6 separate regions of the Mus musculus genome follow, and all the other regions are linked to region 3. The links are chromatin contacts, called in public HiCAR-type and promoter capture Hi-C maps. All regions are on one chromosome and are shown on one strand. Each heading gives the region's core, a stretch centred on a gene start, on an enhancer-like site or on the middle of the called end of the contact. The rest is flanking DNA. Distances are from core to core; before and after follow the strand shown. Region 1 overlaps Ints12 (integrator complex subunit 12). Region 2 has its middle 5.9 kb from the start of Gm25080. Region 3 holds the start of Bdh2 (3-hydroxybutyrate dehydrogenase, type 2). Region 4 has its middle 35 kb from the start of Gm25080. Region 5 overlaps Tbck (TBC1 domain containing kinase). Region 6 has its middle 31 kb from the start of Mir6380.

Evidence for each region. Promoter capture Hi-C pulls out the DNA fragments that hold promoters and counts their contacts. HiCAR-type assays count read pairs that join an accessible place to other places.
Region 1: a contact with region 3 is called in a promoter capture Hi-C map of the C10 cell line, with 11 times the contacts expected there. The contact joins the enhancer-like site here to the promoter of Bdh2 in region 3. A contact is called at or near these places in 3 of 39 promoter capture datasets (the C10 cell line, liver and pre-B cells) and 1 of 115 datasets of contacts at active chromatin or transcription factors (astrocytes).
Region 2: a contact with region 3 is called in a promoter capture Hi-C map of cranial neural crest. The contact joins the enhancer-like site here to the promoter of Bdh2 in region 3. A contact is called at or near these places in 5 of 39 promoter capture datasets (the 3T3-L1 cell line, cranial neural crest, liver and 1 more) and 1 of 115 datasets of contacts at active chromatin or transcription factors (astrocytes).
Region 4: a promoter capture Hi-C map of frontonasal cranial neural crest shows a contact between it and region 3, with 6 times the contacts expected there. The contact joins the enhancer-like site here to the promoter of Bdh2 in region 3. A contact is called at or near these places in 6 of 39 promoter capture datasets (the 3T3-L1 cell line, frontonasal cranial neural crest, hippocampal neurons and 2 more) and 1 of 115 datasets of contacts at active chromatin or transcription factors (astrocytes).
Region 5: a contact with region 3 is called in a promoter capture Hi-C map of the HPC-7 cell line, with 9 times the contacts expected there. The contact joins the enhancer-like site here to the promoter of Bdh2 in region 3. A contact is called at or near these places in 7 of 39 promoter capture datasets (the 3T3-L1 cell line, the C10 cell line, the HPC-7 cell line and 3 more).
Region 6: a HiCAR-type map of astrocytes shows a contact between it and region 3, with 17 times the contacts expected there. The contact joins the enhancer-like site here to the promoter of Bdh2 in region 3. A contact is called at or near these places in 11 of 39 promoter capture datasets (the 3T3-L1 cell line, 3T3-L1-derived adipocytes, the HPC-7 cell line and 7 more), 16 of 484 Hi-C or Micro-C datasets (B cells, CD4 T cells, CD8 T cells and 11 more), 1 of 115 datasets of contacts at active chromatin or transcription factors (astrocytes) and 2 of 9 other capture datasets (adipose tissue and liver).

The regions. Positions count from the first base shown.
Region 1 is chr3:133,107,758-133,111,949 of GRCm38.p6, reverse strand. Ints12 (integrator complex subunit 12) reads right to left here. Exons shown (of 7, transcript NM_027927.4): 7 at 962-3,115. The coding sequence ends at 2,531. Among named protein-coding and RNA genes, the nearest start is that of Ints12, 18 kb to the right of the region's middle. Within about 2 kb of position 2,874, at least 9 of the 459 cell types and tissues checked have an H3K27ac peak or open chromatin away from gene starts, as enhancers often do.
Region 2 is chr3:137,707,534-137,711,892 of GRCm38.p6, reverse strand. No RefSeq gene overlaps it. Among named protein-coding and RNA genes, the nearest start is that of Gm25080, 5.9 kb to the left of the region's middle. Within about 2 kb of position 1,737, at least 5 of the 459 cell types and tissues checked have an H3K27ac peak or open chromatin away from gene starts, as enhancers often do.
Region 3 is chr3:135,279,115-135,283,032 of GRCm38.p6, reverse strand. Bdh2 (3-hydroxybutyrate dehydrogenase, type 2) reads right to left here and starts at 1,812. Exons shown (of 10, transcript NM_001172055.1): 1 at 1,665-1,812. It overlaps Gm46826 (a long non-coding RNA gene), which reads left to right. Exons shown (of 3, transcript XR_001783991.2): 3 at 260-601.
Region 4 is chr3:137,678,504-137,682,770 of GRCm38.p6, reverse strand. No RefSeq gene overlaps it. Among named protein-coding and RNA genes, the nearest start is that of Gm25080, 35 kb to the left of the region's middle. Within about 2 kb of position 1,665, at least 36 of the 459 cell types and tissues checked have an H3K27ac peak or open chromatin away from gene starts, as enhancers often do. A contact at or near this core is called in hippocampal neurons, where this site is marked.
Region 5 is chr3:132,744,617-132,748,949 of GRCm38.p6, reverse strand. The region is part of intron 20 of Tbck (TBC1 domain containing kinase); the gene reads right to left. Among named protein-coding and RNA genes, the nearest start is that of Gm30294, 31 kb to the left of the region's middle. Within about 2 kb of position 1,374, at least 9 of the 459 cell types and tissues checked have an H3K27ac peak or open chromatin away from gene starts, as enhancers often do. A contact at or near this core is called in the HPC-7 cell line, where this site is marked.
Region 6 is chr3:137,750,611-137,754,573 of GRCm38.p6, reverse strand. No RefSeq gene overlaps it. Among named protein-coding and RNA genes, the nearest start is that of Mir6380, 31 kb to the left of the region's middle. Within about 2 kb of position 2,018, at least 96 of the 459 cell types and tissues checked have an H3K27ac peak or open chromatin away from gene starts, as enhancers often do. A contact at or near this core is called in 3T3-L1-derived adipocytes, the CH12 cell line, adipose tissue and 5 more, where this site is marked.

The sequences.
Region 1 (4,192 bases), core at 1,625-4,124, 2.2 Mb after region 3:
TGGAACGTTATGGGATCTAGAGGAAGTGGAGACTTACTAGAGGAAACAGTCACTTGGGGGTTGGGGGGAGGGCTTTGAGGTTTTATACCCTGCTCTATGTCTTGTTTCCTGAAAGCTGAGACAAACTCATCAACTGGCCTCATGGTCTGGTGCCCTGCTTTCACCATCATGATGGATTCTGTCCCTTGAGAGCTGTAAGCCCAAATAAACCCTTTCTCTTTTAGGTTGCTTTTGTCAGAGTATTTTATCACAACAGAAGAGAAAACTAAGACACCTTCTCACTTGTTCACTCATTCACTGGAGAGCTGGAGATTCCAATGCTATTCAAGACAAAACAAGCTCTCTACCCCTCATATAACTCAAGTGTTAGAAATCCTTGTTATACATAACCAAAAAAAAAAAAAAAAAAACCCATACTATTGCTACTTTCATAACTGCTTCTTGTAGTATACTTGATGAGGAAAAAAATAAAGGCCTATGAGCTAGTTAATTTATAATAATTTATAATATCAAATATATACCTTAAAAATACCAAATTTAGGCCCTTACTACACACACACACACACGCACACAAATTACCTATACAAAGAATCCTATTCACTGAAAGATAAATTACTTCCTAAACTCATTAAAATTTCCAACTAGTGCCACAAATATCAAAAATAATTGCTTCTCTCAGATCCAGCACACTTTCTGTAATGAGACTAAAATTTTTTTACTTCAAAGCTAATATGTAAACTGTACTAAGCATTATTTCTCTAATGTCTTCAAGGAAGTGAATTTCAATAACTGTAATAGCTGTTGATATAAACTTGTGTCAGGTCATTTTGTTAAGTCAAAATTGCATTTGAAGTATAAACAAACTGTTTTGAACTCTTTATAAAGGGGATATGGAGTTTATACCAAACCAGTGTTAATGAACAGAAAGGTGATTCACAAAACAAAAACATCTACAGGCACATTTTTAAGTATATAAATAGATATTTATTCCATCTCTAAATTTTGAGTTTATTTCAATATTGGTTTCTAATTTATTATGAACAATTTAACGCCATTATTTAACAGTTTAAAATACTTCCATAGAAAAAGACCAAGCTTAATTTAAAAGTTTTCTCTTTTACAATGATTATCAATTTATTTTTAGAATAATGATGTTAGAACATCTAGGGATAAAGATACACTGAGATTAGATTTAAAGCAATTTGACTCAATGAATATAGGAAATCACAAGATTCATTTTTGGGAAATAATGAGGTATTCATTGATTATAAAAAAGAAAGGAAGCTATTTTTCTATAATACATTTACTGGTCAGATACAGAAAGTATTCTCTGTTGGGGTATGTACATATATACATATATATATGTAAACTAATGGGTAATTCATTAGCTTACAAGACAATGGCTTGGACCATGTATATAGGATCACATCACGGCAAGAGTTCAGAGGAGATTTTGCCCAAGGGTCAATTCTGGGATAGCCTTTTATAACTCCACTCTTGGCCAGAATTAGTCAGTGGACATATGAGGACTAATTAATCCTTCCCAAGGGCATACTCTTCCCCCAACAGGCTCCACCTGTCAACCACCAACTCCATTGCCATATTGGGGATTATGCTTCCTAACACATAAAACCTTAAGACAAACCATATCCTAACAATATTCAAAGCATATGAGCACGTTCTGACAGAAACCTCAAGGACTAATCATTAGGTAGGAGCCTCTTTCATACAAAGATAAACCACACCAAACGTTCTTGAAGTATTAAAAACAGCTTGTCCTTTCACCATGAGGAAGAAGCTGGGTGCAAACTAGTCATAAATGCCCATCTGCCAAGCCTCTTGGAAATGGATACTCTTCTCAATGATTCTCAGAATGTGCAACCAGGATGAGCCAAGTCAGCATTTATTAAATGTACATATCTGCACATATCCACACACTGGCCAGGTACGGAAAGTGGGCAACGTGAGAAAGTATACTGTATGAGCATTCATAATCTACTGGAATAAATAACGCCCTAAGTAATTGATAAGGGGTGGTTGAGAGCTAAAGACATGATAGGGAGCTATGGGAAATCACTTTCAAAATTAATTTTGATAAAAGAGGAGGTAATTGGAGAGAGATACTAGCTGACATGAGGACAATGACTGACACTGAACATTTCAGATTTTATAAAACGCTGGAACACTTTCTATTGAGTTGTCCCTGCCACCCATAAGGTACCAGGTGAGCCATTTCTTTTCATCTGTATGCGCCATCAATTTCTTGAAGCTCTTGTCATGCATCAGTCATTATAATCACTATTTTCACACACTATGGAAATTAAAAATGCTAAACAGACTGAAATAAATAGATCCAAGTTTGGCTAAATAATATTAGCATTTTAATGTAACAAACAATAGAGATTTGATCAAGATTTTTATTAAGGTACAGTACATTACAACTTTTGTCCCAGTAAGGGTTTTATTTTGTTTGTTTTGTTTTGTTTTTTAAGTTTTAGAGTAATATGATATAAAAATCTATCTGGCCATATTACTTCTTGAGTTTCTTTTGGGCAGCTTTCTTCTTGACCATCTGTAATCGCTTCATTGCGTTGAGCTGTGATTCTTGAGAAGTTGGACCTTTAAGAGATGCTGAGGTACTGCTGCTGGTCTCTGATGTGGCTTTGCTGGTGGTACTTCCACTGGGCCCCGTTGTAGCACTATTTCCATTCCCACTCAATTGGCTGCTGCCTCCAGGAACTAAACTACTAGGACTAGGAAGACCCACTTTGCTGACGTTATCACAACTCACTGAGCGACTCAGGCCAGTCTTGCCTAAGGTTAGTGGTGGAAGCGGTTTCAACGGGACAGAGGGGCTAGTGCTGTTACCAGAACCTATTTTGGAACCTATTCCACCTTTGGATGATGTTGCCAGACCAGTCAAACCCACAGGCTTCTGGTTAGAGGATGAGGCAGCAGGTTTTCCACTACTGTTTTGTGCTGCTGAATTCAATTTTGCTGTTGATGGACCAGCTGAAGAAGTTTTGGCTGCAAAAGCTGCCCATCCAGTTAGGCCACTAGTTACTGAAGAGGACACGTTGTTACTAGAAGAATTTCCTGAAATAACCGTGGATGGCTAAAAAAAAATAAAAAATATAAGTCTTACATTAGAGCCAAATATAATCAACACCTGTATGTCTTTGAATATAAATGCTTACTTGTATATAAAGAAGTAATGCATGGACAATATGGACAACAAAACAAAATTAGGTTCTTATGAAGCTGAATTGGGAAACACATGGGCGTTTCTGTAGTCAGGGAGACTGCTACACAACTTGCAGTTCCTGAATGCCACACTGTTTTAATGACTCCAGAGAAAATACATGAAATTCTTTTTGGGAACTGCCCTAAGATTCAGTCACAAACGACAGAAGAGAATCAGATTTAGTTCTTCAAGTCACTTTTCTTACCACCCAAAGTTTCACCTAGCTCATGACACTTTTAAATCCAATCTACTTTAATTTAAAAAAAAACAACCAAACCAAAAAAAACTGTTTACACACAAGACACTCAGGAGAAAATACCTAAGACAAAGATTCAATCATTGATAGATGTGTTAAAGGAAATGTCTATATAGAAGTTCTACACTCACTTAAAATAATCAAGTTGCCACAAAAATTTCAACATCTATTCTACTATAAAATATCCTCAGATGTGTAAACTGAGGATACATTAAAAAGAACTCATAAAAGCAGTTTTGCAGTGTGTTTCCATTGAAACTATAGTAATAGACCCCAACTTTCACATAGTAGACTTTGCATCTGCCTCTTGGGTGGCACAGGCATTTTGGGGAGGTTTGACACACTCCTGGCTCACGTGTCAACTCTAACATTTCGGCTTCTCTGATCAACTTCCTACACAGACAGACAAGAGGCCCTAAGCATTGCTGATTGCTGTTGTAAGCATATAGGGTGACTTCTGTCCACTCACAGTCTGTCTACCTTCTTCACACTGAGACAAGCTCACAAAAGCATTCAAAGGGGAAGTCAGATATAGGACTGTCTGTATTTAAAGAGAAAAATACATAAAGTATAAAAATAGTGATGTAGTATCTAGAATATCTATTTGTATTTTAGAATTGAGCTCTTATGAAATAGTAGGCAAGACTTCTTTAGCTCTTACAAAGTTGCCTTCAACATAGCCTGTATATGAC
Region 2 (4,359 bases), core at 488-2,987, 2.4 Mb before region 3:
TGGTCATGGTGTCTTTTCATAGCAATGGGTACCCTAACTAATATATCAATCAAACCAAACCAAACCAACTAGCCAAACAAACAAAATACAGAAATATGAACAAATAAAGAAAACCTCCCAACAAACCCCCTATGTCTAGCGGCTTGGGAGCTGACTCAGCTGGTAACAAGCTGTGTAGGCAGTCACCGTGATCTGAGTTCAGGTCCATAATGTCTTGTAAAAGGCTGAGTGTGGAGTTGTGTGACTATAGTCTAGTGCTCCAGGGGTGGAAACACGAGGATCTGCAGGCCTTGCTGGACAGTCAGTCTGACAGAATTAGAGAGCTCCAGGTCCAGTAAGACACGGTCTCAAAGGCTAAGATGGAGAGAAGTTGAGGAAGACACACGCATACACAGACACAGAGACACATACACACAGACACAAACACACACACACACACACACACACACACACACACAGACATACACACAGAAACACACAGACACAAACAAACACACACACCCCCCACACACAGATACAGAGACACATATACACAGACACACACACACACAGAGACACATACACATAGACACAAAAACACACACACAGACAGACATACACACAGACACAAACAAACCCCCCCACAGACACAGAGACACATATACACAGACACAAAAACACACACAGAGACATACACAGACACACACAGACATAAACAAACACTCCCCCCCACACACAGACACAGAGACACATACACACACACAGGCACAGACACATACACACACACACAGGCACAGACATACACCCACAAAGCCACAGACACACACACATAGAGGCAGGACATCCTTGAATATCAAAGGGTTTGAGGCTGTGGCTGGGTTGATATTCACATTTCTCCTTTCGTAGAGAGTACAGTGTCTTTTTTTCTTTTTTCTTTTTTAACCAAAGACACTGGAGCATTCTTTGTAGGTACCAGGGAAATTCTCTGTGTTCAAGGAGCTGTGTAGCTGTTGTCTTACAAGCAGGATCTTGCCATTAGTTTGGTGGAGAGTAACCTACAGTTTTGGTAACAGCTTGGGTTGTTTAGGGGTTCCCACTTTGGCTAACAACTCCATTAGATGTAACTCAAACCCAGTACCTCAGTTGGAGCTCTGCTTTCCCTATTGTTTGGTGGCTTCTTTTAGGTTTCTTTCATATATGTAAGGCTCTACTGTATCAGGTTTCCGTACCACCCTCCAAATGGCCCTTCAATTTAACTGTCTCTTTCAGATAGTCTCCCCCATCCCTTCCTTCCCTCCCCCTCCCCACTTGATCCTCCCATTCTACACCCTTTTCCTCCTATATCCATTCTATTTCCTGTTCCTAGGTCAATCTATCTGCCCCCTACCCTCCCCCAGTCCCTTACCAAGGCTGGTGGTATATTACAGGGGACAGAAACTCCCGCTCTCATTTGTCTTATATTCAACATGGCAGATTCTTGGCCCTGTTTAAATCTTTCTGTCTTATTGCTGGGGGTTTGTCATTGGGCCAAACTGCCATACTTTATTCTTAATATGATTCTCTTTCTGTTAGGGAATGTTGTCTTCACTCACACATAGGAAGAGTTTTCTGATTTCTTTCTTCAAACATTACTGTTCGAAGCTTGCTCAGGAAAGTCTGAAGTGGACCCAACATTTAGCAAAAACAGATAAGTGAATAGTAATTTAAAACGCAAGAGAAAACAATTGCCTGGCATTTTGTAGGCAGAATGGCCAACTGCTGTGGTTACTTCACCCCCTAGAACTTTCTGTGGGTGTTTAGATAGCTCAAACACTTACAGGCAACCTCAGCCATTTCGTTTGGAACGATGACAGAACTTTTAAATGTCTCCAATTCTTTCTTTCTGGCACTTTTAGACAAATCTGGTTTGTTCTAAAGCGTCAGTTTTAAAAAAAATCTTGAAAAATGACTTGTGTAAAGATTAAAAAAAAAAGGCTGGGGCATAGGACGAGGGATTGCTGGGAATACGTTCAGTGGGAAGAACGAAGGGGTGACTGTGGGCGGATATGATAAAAATACACCGTACACATGCACGAAGTTCAAAATAATTTTAGAAGTGGAGGGAGATTGTGATCTGGCTAATTTCTCCCAGTGCCTCAGGTCCCACACTGTGAAGGCCATGTTTTCTCAGATGTGACCAGCAGTGACCTCCTTACTGTGAACACTCAGTGCAAAGGAGAGGGTTAACACAACAGCTATGTAGAATGCTGTCGGGTTTGTTTGTTTGTTTGTTTGTTTTTTCTTCTTCTCAAGCCCAGTGAGTGATTATCCCTGGAAACACATCTTATGCCTGCAATGTCTTTTTCTTGACGTTGTGAAATAAGCATTTGTTGACTGAATTCAATTTAAAAATTACTAACACCATAATGTTTATTCTCTCACATGGAGGTGGAAAAGAAATAATTGGCATAATAGCCATAATTATGTTGACCGTTATCTTCACATTCATCGTTGGGATCTCATTAAGTTTCCTGTGAATATTGGGAAATGACTGAAGCATTCAGCCAAGTGTACAAGCTTTCTCTCTCCTGAAAATTAAAGCAACATTTGATTACGTGCATTTGTATTCTGATCCCCTTTTGTTGATTGTGAATAAAGACTGTACCTAGAATAAGAAGCCTAGTCAGAATGTGGCTTGTGCTTCTTTGTTTCAGTGGAAAATTGCATTTCCATACTGATCAAAATCCATGGCTGGAACTCTTGCCAGGAAATATTAAACTTATTAACAATAAACACACAAACACACACACACACACACACACACACACACACACACACACACACACACAGAGCCAATTCCACTAGTTTTTCAAGATAGCCTAATGAATCCTAGAATGCAGTGAGAGACCAAGGTTAGCACTGTGATCAATATTTAACAGAGAAGTAATTTTTAAAGCAAGATTATTTGTGTAAAAGCAGCAATGGAATCATTTGTACTCAGGGAGTTTTGTTCATCAGCAGTTATGCAGATAATAGAATAATAAGCTTAAGAAGCCATGAAGACTTGTATTTTAGCCACCCATACCACTACCACTCCCCACCCCCCATATCACCACCACCAATGTCTCCTCCTCCTCCTTCTTCATCATCATCTTTACAACCCTCATAACATTATCATCAGTTCCATAAAAGTATTTCATAGTTCTGTGGGAAAAATGATGTTTTAAGACTTAAGAACTGTCTTATTTTATCTTTTGTGTTACATTAATTAATCTAAATCTCTTAGATCGAAAGTACATTTTTATTTATCAACCACCAGGATTAAGCTGTTTAGTCATTCTTCTTCTTTTGTAACAAAACACTGTGTAAGACACGACTTGAGGAAGAAAGGGTTTATTTTCCTCATGCTTTGAGGAGACCGTTGGTCATGCAGGGGGAGCCCTGGCAGTAGGAGCACCATCTGGCCACATTGAGTCAGAAAGCAGAGAGCCATAGATGCTGGGGCTTGCTCCCTTTGTTTTATTTAGTTGATATCCTCAGCTCGTGAAATGGTTCCACTCACTTCCCAGGCGGGTCTTCCTGTCTAAATTCACTCAGCTTACACAGTCCTCCACAGGCTTGCCCCAGGTTAACCTAATGGAGATTGTCCTCAAAGGCATGCCTAGGGGGTTGTTTCCTAGGTGGCTAGGAAGTTGATGGTATTAATCTTGGCACCTCCACCCCTTGTCAGCTTTGATATGTTTTGTAAAGCCAACGTTATGTTTTGTAGCGTGTAGTAGGGTGCAGAGGGAGGGGTGTCTCAGCAGGCTGGTGCTGAGACATCCTCTCCCTCCAAGGTCCCAGCCACGGACACTTCTCGTCTCCTATAGAATAGAGTTTATTTGGAGGCATGGGAAATGGGGTTGAGAAGGAGTAGAGGCAGAGAAGGAGATGGGCAGAGAAGGAGAGAGGGGGGAGGGGGAGAGGAAGGGGGAGGACCAGGATGAAGAGGAGGAGGAGGAGGAGGAGGAGGAGGAGGAGGAGGAGGAGGAGGCCGAGAGGCGAGAGGCCAGCTGGGGAACATATGGAGAGAGGGGAGTGAGGGGAAAGGAGAGAGAGGGAGAAAGGAGTCAGAGAGAATGGAATCAGAGAGAGAAAGGGGGCAGAGTGAAGAGAGGCCAAACAGTCCCTTTTATAGCAAGCCAGACCTACCTGGCTGTTGCTAGGTAACTGTTGGGCGGAGCCTAGAAGAAATGCTAACACCCAAACACATCATTTTAAAGCCTTAACTTCCCTCTCCTTATCCCCACTGACTCATGGCCAGGGAACAAAGCAAAACACACTAATTCAAACTTCGACAGTCCCCACAGTCTTTAACAATTCCAAACCTGTTTAACGTTAAACATCTAAGTCTCATTTGAG
Region 3 (3,918 bases), core at 563-3,062:
TCATGTCCGCAGCTGGCACTGAAAGAGTTGGGGAAAGCATGGGAGATTTTCAGATTTGCCAGAACGGAGCTGGCAGTGGCCATTAGGGATTGGGATCAGGAAATGGGTGCAGTTGTCTAGAAGTAGCTGGCAAGGAAGCAGGGATGGGGAGGGGGTGGGGGTGGGCAGTGCTTCACAGATGACAGACAGAGCCTGGTCTCCTGTGAGGGTGAGGCTAAGTCAGCTATCATCATATCAATACAATGCCTTCCAATCACAGGTTCAAGAGAATGCTGCAGTCTCCCACCTCCAGCAGGACTGAGGTTCCATTGACCCGGAGGACACCTTTGTTCTTTGTTCCCACCCTGGAGCAGACCGTGATGGATGACGTACAGAACTCTTTCTCCCTAGCCTCCTTAGGGTCCCCAGCCCCACCCTACTGAAGGAAGCATTCAGGGTGCCCCCACCCCCAAATCCACTTCTGCCTTCTCCCTGCCTCGATCCATCTGAAGTCTCTCCCATCGTCACCTGGTTCCTTGTCATTTTCTCCCACAACAGTATCTCCCCTAATAAAAGCCATCCTGTTAGGTTCCTATTAGAGCCTTCCTCTGAGATCCAGCCCGACACAGTCACACGGTAAGAGGGGCTTCTGAAGCCAACTGATGACCCCCACTCTGTGATCCAATCATGCGCACATGCTGGGTAACAGGATCTGGCTTCATGGCGTCTCCCCAATTCTGATGCAGTACGCTTTGCTTTGCTTTTTACCAGTAGCACGCAGAGAGAAATTTCACTTAGAGTGTGGTAGGAGTTGAGAGAAAGCTAACTTGTGCTTTTAGGAAGGGATGAGCCGTCCCTGCCTCCCCCGACCCTGAGTACAGCATAAGAAACTCACAGTCCAGGGCCTTCACTAAGGGACCCTGGGTATTCGCCCACCAAAGCCCTGGTTCTCAACCGTCCTAATGCAGCGACACTTTAACGCAGTTCTTCATGTTGTGGTGACCCATATTTTTGTTGCTACTTCACAACTGTAATTTTGGTGCTGTTATGAACCATAATGTAAACACCTGACATTCAGAATATCTAATTAGATAGAACCTAGGCGTGGGGGTCGCGACCCACAGGTTGAGAATCAGTGAAGGCACCTGCTCAGTGCTCTCTTAAGCACCTCCATGACCCCCGAGACCACCCAGAAGCAACCAGGCACAAAATTTAGTTTCTGTTTACTTCTAAACCTTTCTCCAGCTGACCTCCAAGCAGTCTCAAGGCAACATGGGTTTTTTTGTTTTTTTGTTTTTGTTTTTTTTTTGGGGAGGGGGGGTAACAGGGTGGGGTTTAGAGTGGGAATACGTCCAGAAATTGTAAACTTAACCCACTCTTAACATAATGACTTTCCTACTTCTAAAGATTGTACTAAAACCCTAAATTTCTTTTTACTAGAAAAAGGCTCAGAGTATTTTCTGGAATTCCAAATATTTTCACGAGCCAGTTTACTTAGGACAGATACTGGAACAGTTGTCTTTCTTTGGCTATTTTCAAACTCTAATAAATACAAGAGGATTCCCAACTCCCACACTAACTGAAGATGCATCTTCAACTCGGCGATATGGAGAAGATGGCAACACAAGCTACAACTCTCAGTCCCCAAAAGTTTTGTCGAAAGTGATTAGAAAAAAATATCTTACTTTAGAAGAGTGAGTCCACACAGTCCTCCAGATTCCTTCAGGAGACAAACTTCAGATCTCTGCGCAGGAGAAGTCACATGCTGATTAATGCACGCTGGGAGGTGGAGTTCAGGTCCCCTCCGAGTCCTTTTGCTAATGCCTGTTAAGTAAGCTTTTAAGAAGTGTTTGCCACAGCCGTGCACTTTAGATGTGTCCATGCTGCCATCTAGTGATCAGAACGTGGAACTGTGAACGCCAAACAAAGGCCTGTCTTTTGTTTGTGCAAGTTACTTAGCAGGCCAGATCCAATGGCCAGGAAGGTGGAAGGCTGCTGGAAAACACACAAGGGACCCGAGGCACTAAATACTCTGGTCTTCCTAGCTCTTAACCCAGATTGCTTTGAGCGGGGAAAAGAAAACTTCCTTGGGGCTAAAGTCTTGTTTCTGACGTTAATCCCTCAGCTGCAGAATGCTGGCATCCTGAGTGCACTGGGCCTGAGCCGAGGAGCACACCCAGCTAGGATGGGAATCTTGAAATGAACAGAGCAAAATATCATGCAATCAAGTTGGTTGAAGACTACAGGAGCCACGAGGAAAGGGCTAGGTCTTGGCTGGGTCGGAGACTTGTGAGTTAACCTGGCTAGTGTCACAGTGATCATGGAGGTCATGTGTGAATGTCCTGCATAAATCCAGGGGCTCGACACATTTGGCACACTTTGCCATGGGCTCTGGCACTGCAAAGGCTACAAAACAAAGCTATCAGATTGCGAGCCTCCTTTGTCACCTGGGCTGGCCAGCCATGCAGGTCTGCTGGGGACGCAGGCTGTACTTTCTGAGGGCTTCCTTCTTGAAGAGAAAAGTGATGCCTCCCAGAAGGTTCTGGGTTCTGCTCCTCTTTCTGAGTGGCTCCTAAAGTGTGGGTTTCACAGTCAGTCAGTTGGATGCACGTGGGTTGGACGGAGCAGAGCAAGACAGAGAGCTGGTCCTTTAAGGCAGGCACAGGGTGGCTTCCTGTGCTGCTCAGTGTGTGGGTGCTTTCTGTTCCTCCCTCAAGCTCCTGCCTCAGGCCCTGGCTTCAGTCTCTAGCACGGTATAAAGCCCAGAGTGCTAGCACCGAGCACAAATAGATGTAAGAGCATCACAAAGTTTGCTTAGAACTTCACAGCCAGCCTGGACTACAGAAGACCCTTATTCAGAACAGCTGACCCCCTCAAAGGGGAAAAAAGAGCCCAGTTTAAAAATAAAAAGACATAAATCCTATGTCTCCCTGAAATAGCTGAGTAAGCAGGACCTGTAAACTGGCCAACCTACAGCGTTCTTATATGGAGGAGAAGGAAACAGCGGCTCTGCGTTCTTATATGGAGGAGAAGGAAACAGCGGCTCTGCCAGGGTGGTGAGGAGGGGACATGGTGTGCAGGTGAAGCCCAGCGTCTGCCACACACCTGCAGGATAAACGGCAGCTTATTACAGCAGACACTTCTGTGTGTGCTCCTTGCTCTAATAGACTTGTCTTTCCCTCAACTTGCCAGGGCTTTGAAAGGCGTTTGCTTTTAATGACTATGAGAGTGCTCCAGGATTAACTTCTGTCTCTGTCTCTGCCTCTCTCCCCCAAATAAGGGACCTATCTGTAGTCCCTGTACTTGGGAGGCTGAGGTAGGAGATTAACGAGGACAAAGTAGGTTTCATAGTAAGACCTAATCTCAAAGGAAGAAGATTCACTTTCAGAAGTATGTGGTTTCAATCCTGAACAAAAGCAGGACCCCTGCCCCAAACTCAAACTGTTTTACAAGGAGTTATGACTTAGGATTAACGTAAACATTTAAAATTGTGTATGTGTTTAGGTAAACATGGAAGGCAGAGGGCAGTTGGTATTGTTCTGTGGAAGCTACCCAGCTTGCTTTTTCACACAGGATCTCAATGGCCTGAACTCACCTAGTAGGTTGGGGTGGCAGGAGAGCCAGCCCCAGGGATGAGCTTGTCAGACCTCAGTAGCACTTGACTAGCGTGCCACATGGCACATGCTTGGGTCTTTATGCAGGTGCTGGGGATCAGAAAGTCCTCATGTTTGTGTGACAGTCACTCAACTCACTGAGCCCTTTCTCCAACCCTAAATTGACACTTTAAAGGTAAGAAACAAAGCCTGTCATTTTGTTAACACAAGTTTGTTGTGTAGCAGTTTCCTCTGAGATTGAAACATTCCACCCTGCAAGGAAGCTCCTTAAACAGGAAGGTAAACAATTCAAAGTAGTTCCAGGAAGTCCCTGAAACCGAGCAGA
Region 4 (4,267 bases), core at 416-2,915, 2.4 Mb before region 3:
GTTTCTCTTTTGTTTGTTTTGTTTCTTGAGACAGGCTCTCTCTGCATAGCTCAGAATGGTCTCAAATTGCCCCACATTCTGACATACTCAAGTTAGAGGTGTGCACTACCCAGGGCTGGCTCATGTGTTCATAGCTCCACCTGGTTTTCTTTTTGACATAGAACAGAGAATGCATTGGCTATACCTATGTACTACCTAGGTATTCAATGTTTTTTCACACCCATCAGAAGTTACCTTTAAGAACTAATTAAAAATAGAACAATAAAATCTCATGGGGGTTTTTAGTAAGGTAAAAAGAGTCATAAGCAAGAATGTGTAGTTAGTAACTTCTAGAAGCTGATCAATAACCCTGAGTAGAACCTGCAAATTATTGGGAGCTTCCTGGTGTTACTTTTATTCTATTCTAAGTAATAACGCCCACTATGTAAGCACTAAAGGCTGACAGATGTCGCAGCAGGTAAGGGACTTGTTGTCAAGCCTGGCACCCTGTGTTTGATCCCTAACACCCACACAGTGGAGGGAGAGAGTTGATTCCCACAAGTTACTTTCTGCCCTCTACCTATGCATCATGGTATGAGACCTTCCTGTCCTTAAAAAAAAAAGTTGAATGTGTAATCACCCTTCAGAAACAGAGGACCTCTGCTGATACCAAGATCCCTTATATCGAATGGGGCAGTGTTTGTTTAACATCTGGGCATATCTTTCCAGATTTTCAAACTGCCTAACACCCAATGCAGTGTACATGCTATACTGTATTTCTCAAGGAATAATGGCCCAAAATGTACACATGTGTTTAGCATACATACAACTTTTTCTCAAATAGTTTCAACTTGGAGTTGTTTGAACCTGGGGTACAGAATCTGTTCATAGGGAGGGTGGAAAGTATACACATGGATCCCTACCCACACTTTCAGATGACCATATTTTGGTAGAAGACACTGTGTTTTATGTCCCTATATCTTTTATGTATCTTACATTTCCTTAGAAAGCAAATTGTACGAGAATCAAGAAAGTGATTGATAATTACTTTCATTCTTTTCTAAGAAGGTGTGTGTGCTCGAGTGCTCGTGCACATACACATACCTGGACGTCAGAGGACAACCTGTGGGAGTCAGTTTTTTCCTCCAAGCATATGGGGTGTGAGGATCTAATTCAGGTTGTCAGGTTCAACAGCAGGCATTGTCACCTGCTGAGCCACCTCACTGTCCCCTTGGTAAATATTTTAAAAGGAAAGACTGAGTGAGCTACTGAACAATCCATTTTTGCATCTCATGTGACAGAACCTTGATTGTATTCCCCCAGGAATATAAATATCCCAGAGAATTGTGTTAAGATTTTTAAAGTACAAAAATACAAAGTAGACTTGGCCCCTATTTAAAACAAGCAAACTAAAAACTATTAGTGCTGCCTTGCCTTCCCCATGGGCAGTTGGGAGCCTTTGTCTTCTTTCTGCTTAGTATTCTGAATTCCACCCCTTTAACAGGTCCTCAAAGCATGGAACTACACTGGCTGTAGCGGGAGAGGTGATGGATGGAGAGTTCTCAGTCGTTTTCTGTACTAGTGGCTGAAACTTATGGCTCTCAGCACTTCCCAGTTGCAGGTGATGGATGGGTTTGTTTACTGCTTCCCCTTTTGGTCTGGAGGGAGATACTGAGTAGGGTGGCTGCCAGCATTCTGGAAGGTTTGGCTCAGTCCCAGAGTCTCTGCAGCCAGGCTGGGTGGAAGCTGTACAAGCTCTGGGGCTCTTCGGATTTTTAATCACTTTCTGAGCAGATGCATCTCTGTTTGGATGAGCAGGGTACTGCCATTTGCACTCTGCTCATTAAAACCTAAACTCTGTTTGGAAATAAGACTGTTCTCTTCTGCTTCAAAGAAATGGAATGGAAAAAAAAGTATTGTTTCTTTCAACCTGTTTCCTGTAGGTATAGTTCTCTCTCTCTCCCTCTCCATCTCCTTCCCCTCCCCCTCCCTCCCTCCCTCCCTCCCTCCCTCCCTCCCTCCCTCCCTCCCTCCCTCCCTCCTCTCTTCTTTTCTTTTCTTTAGAACTTGAGAATGAACCCAGGATATTTTGCTTACCAGTGAAGCCTTCTAGCACCAAGCTAAATTCCTAATACCTACAGTTTTGCTTGTTTGTTTGTTTTGACTAAAATTAGAGACAGCTAAAAATAATCTCAAATTGTTACTAACTTCTTTTTAGTTGAGCAGTGATAGAGTCAAGAGGAAACTAACACATACCCCTTGCACAGAGCCAGGTGGGGAAGTGCATGCAGTTTGCTGTATTTGAGAAAATAAAATATGACCACATATGAGTAATTATGCAAAACACACATATGTCATTACCTGACAAAGTCCAGAGAGGATTACTCAACTGCAAACACTGGCTTTATTTTCAGGAGTTATTTTCAATTGAATAGTCCTGTCCTATGAAGGGGATGGGAAATTAAGCCAAAGTTAATAAAAGATATTTTTTTGGTAGCTTCTTGCTGCCATGAAACATGGAAACATGGTAGACACAGACTAGTAATTGTTCTGTATGTTTAGCAAGTGTGGCTATCTTCATCTTTATTCTTCATTCAGTGTTGCTTGTTATTTGTCTTCCCTGAAAACCCGTGGAAGCCAGATCTGATATTTTTTCTATTATGCTGAATGATTCTGGTAAAAAAAAGAAAAACAAAAAACGCAAACCAACCAGGCTCTAAATCAATATGCTAGGTATCAAGGAGAGCAGGTGAGTCTCATTTAGAGGGCAAAGTGATAAGAAAATACTATACGAGAAACATGGGGAGGGGATCATGACCACACTGCCAACTCTGGTACAAACCCAATTGCAGTTGTGGGTTGGCAACCATTTTGAAGAGCAGCAAGCCAGTATTCTCTACTGAACTGTGACTCTAGTCTAGGAAGGAGACATGCCAAGACAACTAAGCAGAGGAGGAACAATCCTAAGAGGAGAGGAAGAGAGAGAGAGAGAGAGAGAGAAAGAGAGAGAGAGAGAGAGAGAGAGAGAGAGAGAGAGAGAGAGCCATTTAATCTTAAATGTTGGTTAAAAAAAAAGGCAGTTCTTCCATGCATAAATCTTTGGTGAATAAAGCTTCTTTATGATAAAATTACTTGTGCTGCAATAAGGAACCTCTAGAAATTTAACTGAACTCTGTATGACAGTTGGGCTATGTCTCAACCTAGTAACTCATGTTTTTCAGGTCAAACCAGTAGGGAACTCAATTACCAATTGATATCAACACTAGCATATTATTATCCCAGAAATTGGGCACATGCACAAAGATTAAGACAAGAACAGCCTGGGCAACATACCCAGCATCTGTCTACCAAACCAAACCAAACCAAACCAAACCAAACCAAACCAAACCAGTCCCAATCATATAATTGAAAACAGCAAACAACTGACCAACCAACCAACCAACCACCCAACCAACCACCCACCCAACCAACCAACCAACCAACCAACCAACCAACCAATTAAACAACCAACTAATCAAATAAAGAAGCAAATAAAAGCATTTCTTTAGCTGCCATCCTCCTTACAGAACATAGTCTTACCCCATGTTTCTCGATACTTCCAAGTCCTGTTGTACCTGACTCAGTAATGAATCCTTGTAGGCTTACATCTTTCAAAATCTACTCCTAATAAGGGTTTTCAAATACTTTTGACACCCACCTCTTCTAGCCCACTGCCCAAAGGTAGGGGAGAAAAGATGGTAAATAGGACAAGGGAATGTGGACCTGTTTAGAAGTAGTTCTGTGAGGCTATTCCAATCTCCATTTGTTAGGATACTGGTAATACAGCTCAGCAGTATCAGGATACCTAAAACATGAATCTGCAGGTTGCAGCAGAAACAGCCCAGTCTCCACCAAATCTGCACAAGTTAACAAGAGTAACCAGGATCAGCCCGGCCACCAGCCAGGAGTTTTCTGCTGTGCCTCTCAATGAGTGAAGATCAGTAAAGATGAAGACTGGAGACCAACAAAGATTTACAAGGCTAGCTATGTAAGCACACTGACATTGTCCATTGAGTCCTATTTATATTCATATTCTCTCCAAACATCACATGTCCTCTGGTCTTAGCAAAATACCAGGTGAGTCTGCATCACCTGATATATCCAGAAACTTCCCCTTCAAATCCTCTTGGCGATGGCAGGCCAGATTGCATCCCTTCCTTTTTGGCCCTTTCTCTCTCCATTCCTCAAGGCCTGCTCAGGAGACCCTGAGTTTTCAGTAGGTCTTATTAGTTTTTGTTTTTTTTTAAAT
Region 5 (4,333 bases), core at 125-2,624, 2.5 Mb after region 3:
CTTGTTATGTTACACCATGGGTCACCATTCTATTCAAAAGCATCTTGTTTCTTTGTGATGATGAAATAAAGCCAGTGGTGATAATATATGTATAACACTCAAAATGCTCTCCCCTTCAGTTCCTGCTATGTGGCCTCACCATGCTCCACTCACAGTGGCTATTCCCTTAACATCTCTAGTGTATCCCTCCCACCCAGGCTGGAGCTTGCTGTTGCTTGCTTGTTATTTCATTTTTATAAGGAACTGACTTCAAACCACCTTTCCTGAGAGCTTTTCCTGGCAATCTCATTTAAAAATTCAACTCTTCCTCCATTCAAACACTTAACACATATGTCCAAATTCAGTTCTTCATTTCTCTAGAATTTACCAATATATACTGAATATATCACATTGTCTATTTTTTATATCTTTTTTCACAATATCTACTTATTTATTTATTTACTATGGCTTTTATTAGCAAATGGGCATTGTAAACGATTTTTTATTTCCTTGCCTTTTAACCTTTTATATTTCTATTAAGAAGGATGAGTGATGTGCACCACAGGAAGCCGAGGGATCCGATCCCTGGTACTGGAGTTGACAGGCTCTGAGTCACCATGTGAGGACTGGGCAGAGAACTTGGGTCCTCTGCAGGAGTTCTCAACTGCCAAGCCACCTCTCCAGCCCCATCACTTTTTATCATATACTTCCACAAAAACATGAGGGAAAACGTTTTTTAACCCCTGTCCTTTAATGTATTCAGGGTATAGAGGCAACCAAATATCTGTTTGAACAATGAAGGAAGCACACAATGGAGCTATCAGAGTACAGAAGCAAAGGCTCCTGAGATCATGCCCTCCTGAGAAGTCTTCAAAGAAGCAAGAAAGGACGAGGAAAGGAGTTCATGCTGACTACTCTGTCCGGAAGAACATTATCACACTAAGCAGCAGGAAGCACAGGAAGTGTCCCCACCTCGAGCTCTACAGACGCACGCATTGATGACAGGTGATGACAGGTGCGTTAAAGAGTTTACTCGAGTAGCGGGAAGCATGTGCAGTGATAAGGCAGAGACTTGCAGGCACTGTTACCAGCATTCCTCGCACGCACGAGATGCCTCTTAGCGACACAACTGAGACTAGAGACATGTAATAACGATACGTGAGACACAATTCCTCTATTCTTTCTATGTCCCTTTTCCATTTTAAATTCCTTCCTTCCTTCCTTCCTTGCTGAGAGAGGGAAGGGGAAGCTTGGACTTAGGGATTGACGCCAAGGCCCGAGTCTTTCAAGAACATCCTCAGCCTTCCTTTACCTTTAGTTTCAGACAGGCTCTTACTAAGTTGTCTAGGCCCAAAGCCCTCTGTAACAAAGGAAAGTCCTGAACTTTTGCATCTTTTGCCTCAACCTCCCAAGTAGCTGTATGACAAGACTTGTTCTGTGAGGCCCAGAGTACTTTATATATATTGCCTTACATAATTTCTCAAGCTGTTTTACAGTTTTAAGAATATGAACTAATACTGAAATAATTTTGAACAATAGAAAGATTTTATTTTTTAATGGTTCTAAGTGTTTAAATATTAGGCTATAAATATAAAAATACACATAGTTTCTGTTACTTTTCTAAGTTAGATGCTAAAACCAATAAAAAGTTATACATTTTTTGAGTATTCGTCCAATCGCAAATGTTAGCCTGACCTGACAATGTACTTGTCTGTAGCTGTCAGCTTAGTAAATGCTGCCCCCTAGCAACAGCAAGCAAGAACTGGCAAGCGCTCACTAGAGCTGTAGAATGCTGGAGAAACAGCAGCAGGTTGGGTCCTAAGGATTTCACTACACTGTTGATTATCTGAAAATGATAGTTGTTTCTTCTTTGAAATCAGAGATATGGCACCTTTTATAAATCTGTATTTTCTTAAAATATTAATGATCTCAGTAGAATTATGTTGCATTTATTTTAGCCACATAGGAATTATTTTATCATTACCAATAAGCTATTTGTAATTGTATTTAAAAACACAAGAGTAACAAGACAACACAGGAACGAGATTTGTTATTCTAAGGTTGCCTTGCAAGCAGCAAGGCTGAGAACCAGATGCACCTGGATAGGAACTTCCTTGTACCCTGACACACGATGGAAGCAGGAAGTGTGGAGGAGACAGAAAAGAGAATGCCAGGGTAATTCATAAGGACTCTCCCAGTCTGTAAGTCTGTCTCACAAGTATGATATATAAATTCTCAAAAGTGTGAGCATGGCATCCTTAGGCTCCAGTCACTGTTTTCACTGGATTGAGGTTTATGTTAATAGTGCAAAGGCATGAGTGGACAGCACTGCAGAAATCATGACAATGGCCCAAGGTAGAACAGTTATGTTTGTAAGGGGTACAATTATGGGTCCTTTACAGTTCTTCCCTAACAATTTGTGAGATGACTTAGGAGGCAGGAAACTATGCTCTGGTCTAAACTGTGGGGGAGCTGGATAGTCGCTTGAGCTATGAGACTACAAGGTGCTTTCTTCAAGAGATACTATTTTTACTTGAAAGAATGACAGGCAAATAATACTTTAAAGCTTGGGTATTTGATCAATATTTTTTTTAAAAAAATGAGCAAAATAAGCTTGTTATTTCAAGAAACAGCTTGAGCTGAGATGAAAATTATAATATTACAAAAGGGGCTAGAGAGATAGGCTAACACTTAAGAGCTTGTTGCCCATCCAGCGGGGCTGAATTTGATTTCCAGCACCACCTTCAGCAGCTCAAAGCCACCTGTAACTCCAGTTCCTGGGAACCCAACAACTCTGGCCTCCATAAGAGCCTACACACACACATGCACGTACCTTTCCACAGAGAAATATAACTAAAAATGAAATAAAACTTAAAAGAACACTACAAGACTGCTGTCTGGTACATGCATGACTGTGTAGGGGTTCAAGTCTGTGATAGATATGCATGTGAAGGCTCCTGGTTGGCACTGGTCTTTTCCTCAGTTGGTCTCTACCTTATATACTGAGGCAGGCTCCCACTTGAGGCCAGAGCTTGCTGGTTAGATTACTATAGGATGTCCTGTCTCTGCCCCCCACACACTGCAATCGCAGAGGGGTCACCATGCCCAGCTAGCAGTTGAGTGAGTGTTTGATAAACTTGGGTCTTCTCGGTTGTACACTCTGAGCTACCTCCCTGTTTAAACTTGTTACATGAACAGTGATGACATTAACAAATGTGATTTCTTTTGGATTTTGTATAATAAAATGTTTCATACTCACTTAATAAATATTTTGCAAATTACTGACATATAACAATACAATATCATGCATGGGTGAAAAAGACACTAGAAGTGCAAAGCAGACTAATGGACTGCAATGGAATACAGGATCAAAAATTCACTGATATGGTTTCAGATTGCACATTCCTAGTAAGCTTAAAACACTTTTGTAACTGAAACAATGAGCGACAACAAACTGAACACAGAAGTGGTTACAAGAATCCCACCATTTTAATTTAGAGACAAAAAATATAAAACAAATGCACTCTCTTGTTTTGAGGGAAACAGGTTTTTTCAAATATATGATTTTAGCTAACATTATTAAATTTTTCTGTGTGTGTGTGTGCGCGCGGGCGCGTGTGTAACATTGCCTCTCTATAGTGCCCAGGCTGGCCTTGAACTCCAAATCATGCTTTCTGAGACCCCTGGAACTTGTGCCACTATGTATAGATAGTTGTTATCAGACTATACATGCCACAAAAGCTACTGATCAATGAAATACAAACACAAAACTCCCGGGTTCTCATTAACTCTAAGAACATACAGTGACCCTGAGTTACTATCTGTTTGCATATATAAACCCAGCCGAAGATGACAGGAAAAGCTTTTAAGAGGGAGAGGATAGTGTAAGTGTGTTTCGCCGCCTGCAGTTATGTGACGGTGCTAGCTACTGTACCCCTGAATTTGTTAGTGTTATCTTCAGCTCAGACAGTAGGGTCAAAAGGATACCAACTACTGAGAGAGCCAGTATCATTTCTCTTAATGGCCACCTGACTACTGTTCATAGGAGGCAAGCTGAATGTTATTCTGAACATTTTAGAAAAAACCCTGCTCTCTTAAGAATGAGGAAGCACAATTTGCTATTTTCATTTTTAAGTTCCTAGTACATTTCCAGAAGCAGAAATGCATCAAGAAAGAATGATAAAAATCACTCTGGCCCCAACCTCTCCAAATACGCATTACTTACTCCATTTATATGTAAATCACATAACTGGCGTGACTTAGATAATCTAGGCATCACATCAGTGCACAATATCCCAAGCTATTTAAGCTTCAGCACTGCTTGGTGCCCAGAGTTCTGTGACCCACAGCAAAT
Region 6 (3,963 bases), core at 769-3,268, 2.5 Mb before region 3:
CAGCCATCCAGGCCCCGATTGCTCTTCTGCTCCCTTTGTCTTCGTGGGTCGTCCTTAGTTTCTACCCTGAGTTTCCTTCATGGTGAGCTATAAGTGGTAAGGTAAAACTTTCCTTCCCCACTTGTTTTTTTTGCTTGATGTTTTATCATATCAACAGAAGGCAAACCAGTGCAGGAGGCTGCCTATAACTGGTTGAAGGATGGGGCTGTTGATGATGGACTGAACTCCCTGCTTTCTGTGACAAAACATATACACCTGTTATGTGTGGTGGCTTAGGTATGAATGCACAGAACTCAGAAGGCAGATGCAGGACAACCAGGAGTTCAAGGCCAGACTGGGCTTCAGGGAACCAATATGTTTCAAAATAAATAAGTGAACAAATAAATACTCGTTCAGTTTGTTGATGTGGTGGTTTGTAACAGGAGCTCAGAGTTCAGAGATAGCTAATGGCTTCCTGTTTCCTTAATCAAACATTACCAAGTTACATTTCTGGTGTGTGTGTATGTGTAACTGTGTGTTTATGCATGTGTGTATGTGTGTGTATATGTTTGTGTGTATGTGTGTAACTGTGTGTTTATGCATGTTTGTATGTGTGTGTATATGTTTGTGTGTGTATGTGTAACTGTGTGTTTATGCATGTGTGTATGTGTGTGTATATGTTTGTGTGTGTCTGTGTGTGTCTGTGTGTGTGATGTGTATGACTGTGTGTCTATGTATGTGTGTGTGTACACGTGTGTGTATGTTTCTGGTTGTGTTGGGATGTGAGTGAATGTTGTCTCCTGTGAACCACAGTGCTTCATTGGCAGGTGGAGGTCTGCAGAACGCGTCTTCTTCCTCTCACCTGCTGAAGTAAGGCAGCGTGTACAAAATATTTCTCCTCTCCAGATCTGCCTGCTGTCGAGTCAGAATCATTTATTATTTATTCCTCAGCACGATAGAGCTTAACTGCTTATTTTCGGCATGATTCGTGAAATAGACACAGGAAGTAGAAAGGCGGGAGCTGTAACTGCCTCCTGTTTGTTGTTTTGTTGTTGAGCAAGGCTGTTGGAGACTCTGGTCCACGCCTTGTCTTAAGTCTGTGGAGTGGATCTAACACAGGGCCTCATTTGCAGTGTCAGCCAGGCTGTCGCCATGAGAAGCTGGCTCACGGAGGGCAGTCTAAATCTCTCTCCTCTGCTGCAGTCTGCTTTCTTTGTGAAGACTGCTAAGAACATTCCAGAACTCTCTCCAAATATTGAAGTCCTTATCACTTCCTAAACTGGATGTTTGTTCAGGTCTGCCACAAAGCAGTACCAGTACTCTCTCATCAGCAGCTTTCTGTGACCGTGACCGTGCTGGGAAACTCTCCATACCCTGGGAAGAGAAGGAGGACAAGTATGGAAGTCCCATTAGTTATCTATTCGGAGGCTCCTGGCTTTGTTTTCTTAAAGGAAACAACTCGACTGAGTACCACGAGAGGGCGCCAGTGGGCTATGTTAGCGCTGGCGAGGCACTGCACTCCGGCATCCTCCCCACTCCCATTCCTTCCCACACTGCGGGGGGCAAAAACAACCCGGGGGCGCTGACGTCAGCTAGCCGGAGGCGCCTGCCTCTGTACCCATAGGTATAGTTAATCCCCCAGGAGTGAGGCCGGTGCTTTCTCTGGCAGCCCAATTTTCAGCTTAAATCATTGCCCTAATCTTATTTTAATGTGCATTGGGGCCCTGGCGGCTAGAGTGGGTGGCAGGGGAACAGCATTTAACATCCTTTGGAGTTTGGATTGTGCCGGACACTTCTTAAGCACTTGGGTGGGACAGAGAGACTTAATCTTGCAGCTGCAATCGACCTCAGTAGCCTTTGCCTTATTTGGCAAATTTAATTGGCAACGTTAATTTTGGGGGTTGGGGCTGGGGTAGAAGAGAAGGAAAGGAACACATGTGAAATACTAATATGCGCTGTATGCTTCACAGCGACTGTACGAAGTTGTTAAAAATGCTCAGTTTAGCAGAGACATTGAGAGAGATCAGAGCCTTCAGTCAGACAGCTTGCAATTGGCCCGTGGAGCCCTCCATTGGCCAGTCCCAGAACCACAGTCTGGGATCTGCTACCTGTGCGGCTTGCCTCTCTCTTGGGAGGCAGAGGCAGGCCAATTTCTGAGTTCTAGGTCAGCCTGGTCTACAGAGTGAGTTCCAGGACAGCCAGGGCTATAAGGAAAAACCCTGTCTCGAAAAACCAAAACCAACCAACCAAAACAAAAAACACACCCCCCAAACAAACAAACAAACAAAAACATCCCATCATCAACAACAACAAATCAAAACCAAAACAAAAAAAAAAGTTTTACAGGAAACTTGGCAAGAATGGAACAAAACCCACATTCCAAGGGGAACTAGCCCTTTTCAGGACAGTAGAATAAAGTCTAAATTTAACCACTCAGATGTGAGTTAACCAGCAGTTGTCTACAATGTATCTTGCCTGACTCAGAGGGTCCAATGTGCTTACAACAAAGTAGCAGAAAAGCACTGGCTAGCCGAAGGGCGGGCGTTGTTTGATTGGTGTGACATCCACCGGCTGTATTTACATCAAGTAAATGAAGAGAAGAGAGCAGTTTATCTGATGACATGGCTCGTCATCACATTGCAGGCACCAAAAAGGGGTATAGTGACCCGGGACATGGGGTGTGAGGGGAGTGACACAGTGCCCAGGGCAGTGTCTATAAATGGTGAGTCAGAATTCAATGATGCTTTCAGAACGGCGATGGGCCCACTGCCTGCATCCCAGACTTCTTCAGCTTAAGCCCACATCCCAGATAAGTAAATGAAGTCCGTGCACTAAAAGCATAAACCAAGAAATCAAACTGTAGGCACTTCACAGACCAAAGCACCTCATGAAGGTGCCATGACTCCGAAGTCGGACAGAGAGCCATTAATGTCCTATGGGGCATTAATACATGTTTTTTTTTCCTTCAGGCTTTCTTTTGCTGTTTTGACAGGAGCTGCTTCACCTTCAGGGATTTTTGTTTCATTCTTGAAAAGCTTCATGTAAAACTATGAATAGTCCATTTGGTCAGAGTCCTCAAAGTCAAACTAGAAAGTGAGGCGCAGTGCAGCGAGCCGAGCCCAGTGAGGACCGAGTTAGAACCAGAAGGACCGGTGGTCAAATCCCATGCTCTGTAGTTTTTAGTCACTTGCCTGTGAGTGAAATCTTCACAGTGGTGATGGTTCAGCTTCTTTGTCAACTTGACTGGGTTTAGAATCACACCCTTGGGTGTGTCTGTGAGGGTGTTTCCAGAAATGTTTAAGTGAGATGGGAAGGACTACCCTGAGTATGTCCAGCTCTCCCATAGGCTGGGATCTGATTGAACACAAAGGAGAAATTGGAGCCTGGGTGTGTGTGTGTGTGTGTGTGTGTGTGTGTCGGGGATGAGAGAGGGCACAGCAGTTAAGAGCACTTACTGCTCTTGCAGACGGTCAGACTTTGCTTCCTGCCACCATACTGGCAGCTCACATTGCCAGTAATTCTGGTTTCAGGTGACTTAATGCCTCTTCTAGATTCTCTGTATGCCAGTGGTGCCCATGTGTACACTCAGGCAAAGCACTCAGGCACATAAAATAACACTGAACTTCCAAAAGGAGAAAGCGAACAGAGCAGAACTTTCATCTCTCTTGGCTTTTTTTCACACAGACACAATGTGACGTCACCTCACGTTTGCCCTGACATTACACTTGCCTGCCATTGTGGGCAGTCCCTCAAACTGTGTGGCAAAACAAGTCTTTACTTTTGTCTCAGATAGGGTTTTGCCGCTGTGAAGAGACACCATGACCAAGGCAACTCTCACAACGGACAACATTTCATTGGGGTTAGCTTACAGGCTTGGAGGTTCAGTTAATTATCATCATGGTGGGAAACCTGGCAGCGTCTTGGCAGGTATGGCACTGCTGAGAGTTCTACGTCTTGTTCTGAAGGCAACCAGGAAAAGATTGT